Linked DNA regions of Mustela erminea: region 1 is linked to region 2. The links are chromatin contacts, called in public Hi-C maps. All regions are on one chromosome and are shown on one strand. The core of a region is the stretch at or near the end of the contact, and the rest is flanking DNA. Distances in the headings are between cores, read along the strand shown.

Evidence for each region. Hi-C and Micro-C count contacts between places; a contact is called where the count stands out from the background.
Region 1: a contact with region 2 is called in a Hi-C map of spleen, with 4 times the contacts expected there. The contact joins the promoter of BRCA2 here to the promoter of N4BP2L2 in region 2. A contact is called at or near these places in 2 of 3 Hi-C or Micro-C datasets (skeletal muscle and spleen).

What each region holds. Positions count from the first base shown.
Region 1 is chr15:72,638,275-72,642,346 of mMusErm1.Pri, forward strand. BRCA2 (breast cancer type 2 susceptibility protein) reads right to left here and starts at 1,635. Exons shown (of 27, transcript XM_032315410.1): 1 at 1,442-1,635; 2 at 621-726. The coding sequence starts at 687. ZAR1L (ZAR1-like protein) reads left to right here and starts at 2,665. Exons shown (of 4, transcript XM_032315421.1): 1 at 2,665-4,006. The coding sequence starts at 3,347.
Region 2 is chr15:72,460,804-72,464,536 of mMusErm1.Pri, forward strand. N4BP2L2 (NEDD4-binding protein 2-like 2) reads left to right here and starts at 1,515. Exons shown (of 9, transcript XM_032315418.1): 1 at 1,515-1,703; 2 at 3,134-3,733. The coding sequence starts at 3,134. LOC116574605 (a long non-coding RNA gene) reads right to left here and starts at 1,427. Exons shown (of 4, transcript XR_004279389.1): 1 at 1,274-1,427.

The sequences.
Region 1 (4,072 bases), core at 385-2,884, 180 kb after region 2:
GCTGGCTTTTCTTTATATACTTCTACCAAAACACTATACTGCAACAGATGAAATGCAGAAATTGGTATGAGGATTCAGCTATCTTCTACTAAGCCAGATATTACAGAGAACTGCAAAACTGTAAAACAGAGCCACTCTTTTTGGGAGAAAAGGTATTTTTCATAAAAATGTTCATTTGTGTTAATATGCAATGGATTTTTTATTTTTTAAGTGAATTAACACACATCTTTAAAAATTCTAAGTTTTAATTTCTATTTGGTAGCCTACATAAAACCTCTTTGGGGTCCTCAGTCATTTTCAAGAGTGTAAAGAGACTAAAGTTTGACAACTTCTAATATAAAGTAACATTACCAATTGCTAAAAGTTCTGTGCTTTAAAAACAGTACATTCTCCTGCTATCAAGAGGCCAGTACCTTCTTTATCCCCAGAGTTCTATAGTTATCATTTCGTTAACTGTAAATGATCACTTTCTTAACTGGATTTATGACCTCATACGAAACAGTTTACAGGAAAACAAAACGTTAGGTATTGGATTCCTCTAAGCAAGCAAGCACAGTTACATAGTTTTCTGAAAACATGTTCGCAACATAAATGATCCATGTATATAAACTTTGTAATACCTGCTTCATTGCACCGCGTCTTAAAAATTTCAAAAAAAGTCGGCCTCTCTTTGCATCCAATAGGCATTTTTATCTACAGAATTACTCCAACGCTAGGTAAATAACTCTGCAAAAGACAACACCAAAATACACTTCACAGTGATGCAGTCCTTGTTAACCGACTCTGAAGTAAAAATCAAAAGGTAAACTTGCCTGAAGTTATATTGTTTATTGACTTCAGTCCCATCTTTCCGGACAATAATCAAACTTATTGCGATGATGGGAGCATTCTATATTTGTGCTGTGCAATACAGTGACCACTATCCCCATTAAGCATTTGAAATGCGGCAAGTAGGACTCAGAACAGAATTCTAAATATTTAATTTTAATTAACTAGTCACGTGTGGCTAGAGGGTGCACAGCCAACGAGGGGTCCTATTAAGAGATAAATATCTTTAGACAATGTCACATCAGTAAATTTTCATAATACAACAATTCCCTGGGGGTTAAGTAAGGCCGATACAGTGTGTCAGGCGCTGTGAAACATCTTCTAAAATTACAATATTCCGTTAAAGTCACTTCATCGTATTTCCAACTAAGGAGATTTCAGAGTGGGACATCTAGGGCAGCTCAGGGGCAAACCCTGGGCGGCGGGCGGGGTGCAAAGTTGGGAAGCGGAATTCCAGGGAAGGGGCGGAGCTCGCGGCTGGCAGAGACCGCCAGCGGCAGGAGACCGTCAGCGTCTGGAGGCCGCGGCTCCCACCCAGGGAAGGGGAGGCGGTCCCCCACAGCCCCACACCGCGGGCGACAGGCCTGTCGGTCTCCACCCGGCCGACACTAACCGCCTCCGGAGGTGCCGCTCTTTTTGGCCGGAGAAGGCTGACAAAAACCGCGCCGGCACTTCGATCAGAAAGCTGACCCGCTGGCTCCTTTCTGCGACGATCCACGGCTGCGCCGAGCCCCAGCAGCTCCGCCTCCGCCGATCTTATTTCAGACTCTCGCGCCAAAAGCCCGCTCTCCCGACACGTCGCGCGGTGACGCCGTGACGTAACACGCAGCGTGCGTGCGACCCGGAAGTCAGGTTCCGGGAGCGCGGCTGGCGCATCTGTGTGGCGGAAGCCAAGTCGTTGTTGGACCGCTGGGCAGTCGGCCCGGAACCGCGTGAAGAGAGAGCTGGGTTGTTTGTTCTGTTTCCCCGGAGCCTTCGGTGTACAAGGCGTCGCTCCTGCCCGTGACCGCCCATTGTGTATACTCCTCGACTCCTCCCCCTTCTCTCTGCTCCACCTCACGTTTGGGTGGCAGCCAGGGGACGGCCTGGGGTCTTTGAAAGACCTTTGTTTGCCCTTAGAGAGGACGGTCCCCCAAAGTGGTCCGTGGTTGTAGCTGACTGACTGCCCTGCTGCGTGCTCTCTACAGAGTGGAAAGGGATGAGATTTGAAGCCAGAGGACTTAAGTTCTAGCCCGCGTGTTGCTCCTAGGTAGCAAGTTTTCAAGCCCTCCAAGCCTGTTTGCCCGCCCCCTTTATAAAAATTGTGAAACCACGTTCACTCTCTACTCTAACACTCACAACCCTCTGCAGGCTTCCGTAGCATCCTTTACATTCTCGGGGTGGCAATCATCTCGTTCTGTGCCTGTCTTCTCTCCAAGTCGCCCTGGGAAAAGGGCACCTGTCCTCATTCACAGGGTCCGTGACCTGCGCAGCAAGAGCCGTAATTCAGATTTGTTGTATAACCGAGAAAGCTTTCAACTGGTGTGGAGAGAGCTGCTCATAGACCTTGCTGCTTCCAGAAAGCTCTTGAGCAAGTAAACAGCGAAACAACCTTGGATTAGTAAAAGGGTGGGCTCTACGTGGTTATATAGGAGTCATTTTAGTTTGATCATAGTCTTGAGCTTTAAGCAGGAAGCCTTACCAATACAGATACTAAAGCTTGTGATAGTTAACACTTACTGAACACTTAAATCTTACAATCATGTATATTAGTACTGTCAGCTGGGGAAACCAAATCACCTGGTTAAGTAACTTGTCTGGTAACAAGGCCATGGTGTCAATTCAAGTCCCTTTGATTTCAGACACTAAACCCATGGTTAAGTTTCTGTTTACCCTCTAGATCAAAATAATTGGCTTTTTTCACCTTTTTGGGGAGAGGGATCCTCCTCACTAGGAGTGAATTAATGAGATCTGTTGGCACGCCCTACAACCCTCTGAAATACATTTTCTCATAATATATATAACACCCCCCCAATGCTCCTTGCTTCTGTGGTTCTGGGATCTTTACATTAATTAGCTCTGCCTCAGTATACTTACGTCCTTATATTCTTCTAGTTTGCTGCTCAGATAAATTATTATTTGTATTTGATTTAGTATATGCTTTAAAACAGGATCTCTAAAATAGTTACTATAGGATACATGAGTGACTTGCTAACGAAAGCATGTGTATGAATAAGAAGTCAGAAATGAAAAACAGCTTTGAAGAAGATTCAGGAACAGTGAATTGAAGAGATAGGGAAGAGCAATTAGGAATCAGGTGGAAATTAGACCTCTGTAGACAGGTAGATTGCCTGTCCTTTAATTAGGATAATAGGCAGCAGCTTCCATCAGGATTTGAAATAAAGGGAGAAACTTGGAATGAACCAACACTAACTTGATCAGGGGAAAAAGAAAGGGGGGTGGATGAAGGTGGAAGGCAAAACAAGGAGACAAACAAACCCTCTTCAGGGATATTGTGCTGTGCCTGGCCACCAGGCGGATGGAGCGCTTTGTCCGTGTTCCGTATGGCTTGTACCAGGGCTATGGGAATCCAATGCCTTTGGGCCATCCCGGACTCTCTGAACACAAACAGCCTGATTGGAGGCCAAACACCGGTCCCCCCACTTTCCTGGCCAGGCCTAGGTTGCTGGTGCCTGCAAATGCTTCCGACTGCTGCATGGACCCTTACAAGAGGGCGCAGCTCAAGGCTGTTCTCTCCCAGATGAACCCCAGCCTAAGCCTGCGGCTTTACAAGGCCCACACCAGGGAGGTGGGCGTGCAGGTGAGCCCGCGGGTGGACAAGTCAGTGCAGTGCTCACTGGGGCCTCGCACCTTGCGCAGCCGCTCCCCTTGGGGCAGCAGAGGCCACAAGGCACCCCTGTCAGCCTGGGGAGTCTACTCACCAGTGATAGGTCGCAGGGGCTTGATTCAGCTGCAGACGGAGGGGGAAGACCAGGAGAGGAAGGCACTTCTGGGTCCTGCTGAGGCCAGCCAGCAGCAGCAGCCACCACCAACGCCAAGGTCGGAAGAGGATGAACAGGAGGAACTTCACCAGAACAATGAGTTGGAGGAGAAAGATGCCTCAAGTCCTCGGGAAAGGAAGAGCAAGCAGGCACAGGGAGTTGGTGGGGAAGATCTGCTCAGGAAACCCAATTTCCAGGTGAATTTTCTCCTCCCTGTCCTCAGTTCTCAGCCAGCCTCATCCTCTCTTCATTCCCATTTCTGG
Region 2 (3,733 bases), core at 265-2,764:
GAAATAGGGGTAGGTGTGGTAAATGGGAACTGTGTACTACATCTACTCAGTTTTTCCGTGAATCTAAAACTATTCTCAAAATAGTCTAATATAACTAAATAAATAAATAATAAGACAGTAAAGGATTTTTTGATGGACATCTTGAACAAAAAGGAAAACATAAATTCATGCTGATAGTAAATAAGGATAGCTCTTCTTTATAGTAGCATTACCACTAATAAATGTGGAGGGCTTGAAGGAAATGGGAGGGGAAAAGCTAGCTTGTAACTCTCATTGTAAAGCTCGGTTGCAGCAAGGATCATCCAATGGAGATTGAACTACAAAGTAGAGTTTGATCAGGAGCAAGGTATTTGCTTGGTTTCAAAGTAGCTCTTCATAGATTGTGATTGTGAGTTGCACGGGATAAAATAAACAGTGGAGAAACTGGAAAGCACCTTGATAAAGTGATAAAGATTAATATCACCTTATAGTGGATTATAGTGGACAGACATCCTGAACCTCCAAATATAGATACCCTGAGAAAGACACAACTTCACTCACACGGTTGTTTCCACCGAGGAAGCATAACTTGGATCTAAGTACGAGGAAACATCAGAAAAGGTTGATGTGGGAATTTGTATTTGAGGAAGAGTCCTTCTTTATAAGAGGATGCATTGCTTTGGTCATAAGCCTAAAACCCTCTTGGTCACAAAGCTGTTCAATAATCAAATGCAAATATTCCAGACAGTTATTTTAACTGTTAAATTTATAACTGTTAAATTTATAACTGTTAAATTTATAACCTCAACAGAAAGATTCATTCCAATACCAAGACGTTAGCCGTTTACTTGTAGTGGCAAGAAAGAATGCAGAGGAGGGAGCGGACTTAGTACGGGGAGGTGGTGGAGGGATGGGACTCTGAGGTGAGGACCGTCGAGTTGTTTTTTTGGTTTTGCTTTGTTTTGTTTTAATCAGCTGCTGTTCTAAGTGCTTGTCATAAATTGACTCTTTAAGTGGGAAAGTTCAGTAGCTGGTCCTTGTTTCTCAAAACAAAACAACACAAATACGATAAGAAATAACTTTCTCTTAGTACCTAAGGCTCTGCTGCAGTGATTGCTTCCATGGACAGAAGAGACTGGAATTACTTAGTGGTTTTTTTGGAGAAACGCCAGCAACCCTACGTGGCGATACCAAATGCCGAGACCCCGTTGAAAAGCACGATTCTTTGTATCCTAGAAAGTCTTAAAAGCATGCACCGACAGCGGCTTATGTCTTTAGGGTGCCAGGCACTCACGTTCTCTTTCCTTTACGGATGAATCCCAGAGCAGGTCGCTGCCTTTTTTAGCCAAAGTTAACAGTTCTAAATAACTTCCCAGCTCCAAATCTAGGAACTAGTTAGGGTATACGTTGGTTAACGCTGCTGCGTCTTTCACGAAATGGATTCTGGGAGACCCAGTCTCCGAGCGCGGAGATTACCAGGCCCAGCGTGAACGCGGGACTTCAGTTCCCACAATGCCGAGCGCAAATCTGTAATTCCTGCCGGGGTAGCCGCGAGGTGGCAGCCATCTTGCGTACGGCGGTGCTGTTTCCCAGATGCCGAGGGTTTTGGTTTTTAGTTCCTCTGTGCTTTGGGGTGGTGTTTGTGCGTTGCTTTCACCTTTTCAGATGTTCGTGTCTTTCTAGACCACGATTTTATTGGGAGGTAGAAGCGAATGTAGTGTAAGGTGAGTACAGCTCCCATTTTAAGTAAGGGTGGGGTAGTGGTGGTGACGTTTTTCGGCTTCTCGTCTGTTCTTGGCTGGACCCTTTTGATGAGCCGTAAACGTGGAAGGCTGGAGTGAACCTTTGAGTCTAGGATATCTCTTGAATTCCTACACAGAACCTGAACGTGTCTCCGTTGGGAGAAAGGAGCTGGGTGACGCACTTTTGCCCGGGCCACCTTTGGAGGTCAGGAAGCCAGGGAACTAAGGCTGTGTATAGGCCACGCTCTGTTAATGCAGCCGTCTTGCGGTTCCTTGAGACTTTAATCGTATTCCGAATGAGGAAATGAGGAACCGAGAGGTGGTCGGAGGCGGGGTGGGGCGTTTCCGATAGGGCGGTGTTCTTTACAGTTGTGTTCCCCTCCCTCCAGTTTCTGTGGGCCTACCTGTATCATTGTCGGCTTCGTCTTTTTTGCCCTTTCCTTGTTCTGTCCTGTTGGAGGAGTTCCAGAGAGCGGGCAAAATGAAGTATTGAGTAAAACCGCATTTGGGATTGCACTTTTGAGGGCCCCTAAGAAATTTCAAGGGAAGCAGAATTTGTCTTTGAGATTGGCCAAGCATGTGGAAAAGATGAACGCGTTGATTTGGGGAGGTGTCAGATTTCTAAACATAATAGGACATATTTGAGTCATTCTTAGTGCAACTGAAGTTATTTTTTTCCTTTTAAATGAACGCAGTACACCCATTTGGAAACCACTTTTACTCTATTCACAGGAGTGGGGTCTGTAAAGTTTGGCATTTCAGTATCTAACGTTTGATTGGTAAGGAGATGCTGAGATTGGGAGCTGGGTGCATTTACTCGAAGGATATAGTGGTTTTAAACAAGAGTTTATGAAGACATTTATCACAACCAGTTTGGATAAGTGTCAGTTTGGCTGGCAGGTTTACTCTCCATATTAGTATAAAGTTGTGTATCTGTATCGTCAGAGTATATATTATTGATTCAATTTCCCAAGCTTAACTTAAATTCTTCAAGTTTCAGAAATGCGTCAGTCATTCAGGGATGCCTGGATGGCTTAGTTGGTTAAGCATCTGCCTTTGTTGGAGGTCTTGATCAGATCCTGGGTTGGAGTCCAGCATGGGCTCCTTGCTCAGAAGGAACCCTGCTTCTTCCTCTGCCTGCCACTCCCCCTGCTTGTGGTCTCTCTGACAAAAAAAATCTATTAAAAAATGCATCATTTGGAATAAATGTGAGATACATCTTTTTTTTTTTAAAGTGAGGTCCCACCCTTGAATCATCATAATAATACTTAAATAGTAAGTGGTTATAATAATTTTTGTATTTTGGGAAAATTTGCCATTTAAATGTCTTTTCTGTTTTCTTGTTTCTGAAAAACTTTTGTTTAGATTTTTAAAGTATTAGCTATTAATTACATGATTTATTTGGTCCTCAGATGCCTTATGGTGAAATTGAAGCGAAATCCTTGGATCATTGTGAAGAACTAACAGGTGAACCATGCTATAAAAAATTGAAGTCAGCTGAAGAGGCTTATGTTTTTTCTCATCATGGTACTGCTGATTTTCACAGAATCCAAGAGAAAGCTGGGAATGATTGGGTCCCTGTGACCATTGTTGATGTCAACGAACACAGTTATCTTCAGGAGGACAAAACCAAAATTACAAACTCGGTGAAACCTGTGCATGATGAGATGCCTGGCAATAATAGATCAGATGTTATTGAATCCATTGATACACAAATTTTACAGGATGCCAGTCCTGCATTGGTATCCAAAGATGATGAGATATATAGCACAAGTAAAGCATTTATAGGACCGATTTACAATCCCCCTGAGAAGAAGAAATACAGTGAAAGGAGAAATCATTCAGAAGCAGTCAGTGGTATAGATGGCAAAGGAGGACGAGAACAGAAACAGAACTTCAACTCTAAAAAATCAAAGCTTGACAACGAATTATTCCAGTTTTACAAGGAAATTGAAGAGCTTGAAAATGAAAAAGATGATCTGGAAGGCAGTTGTGAAGAACCTGAGCTCTCT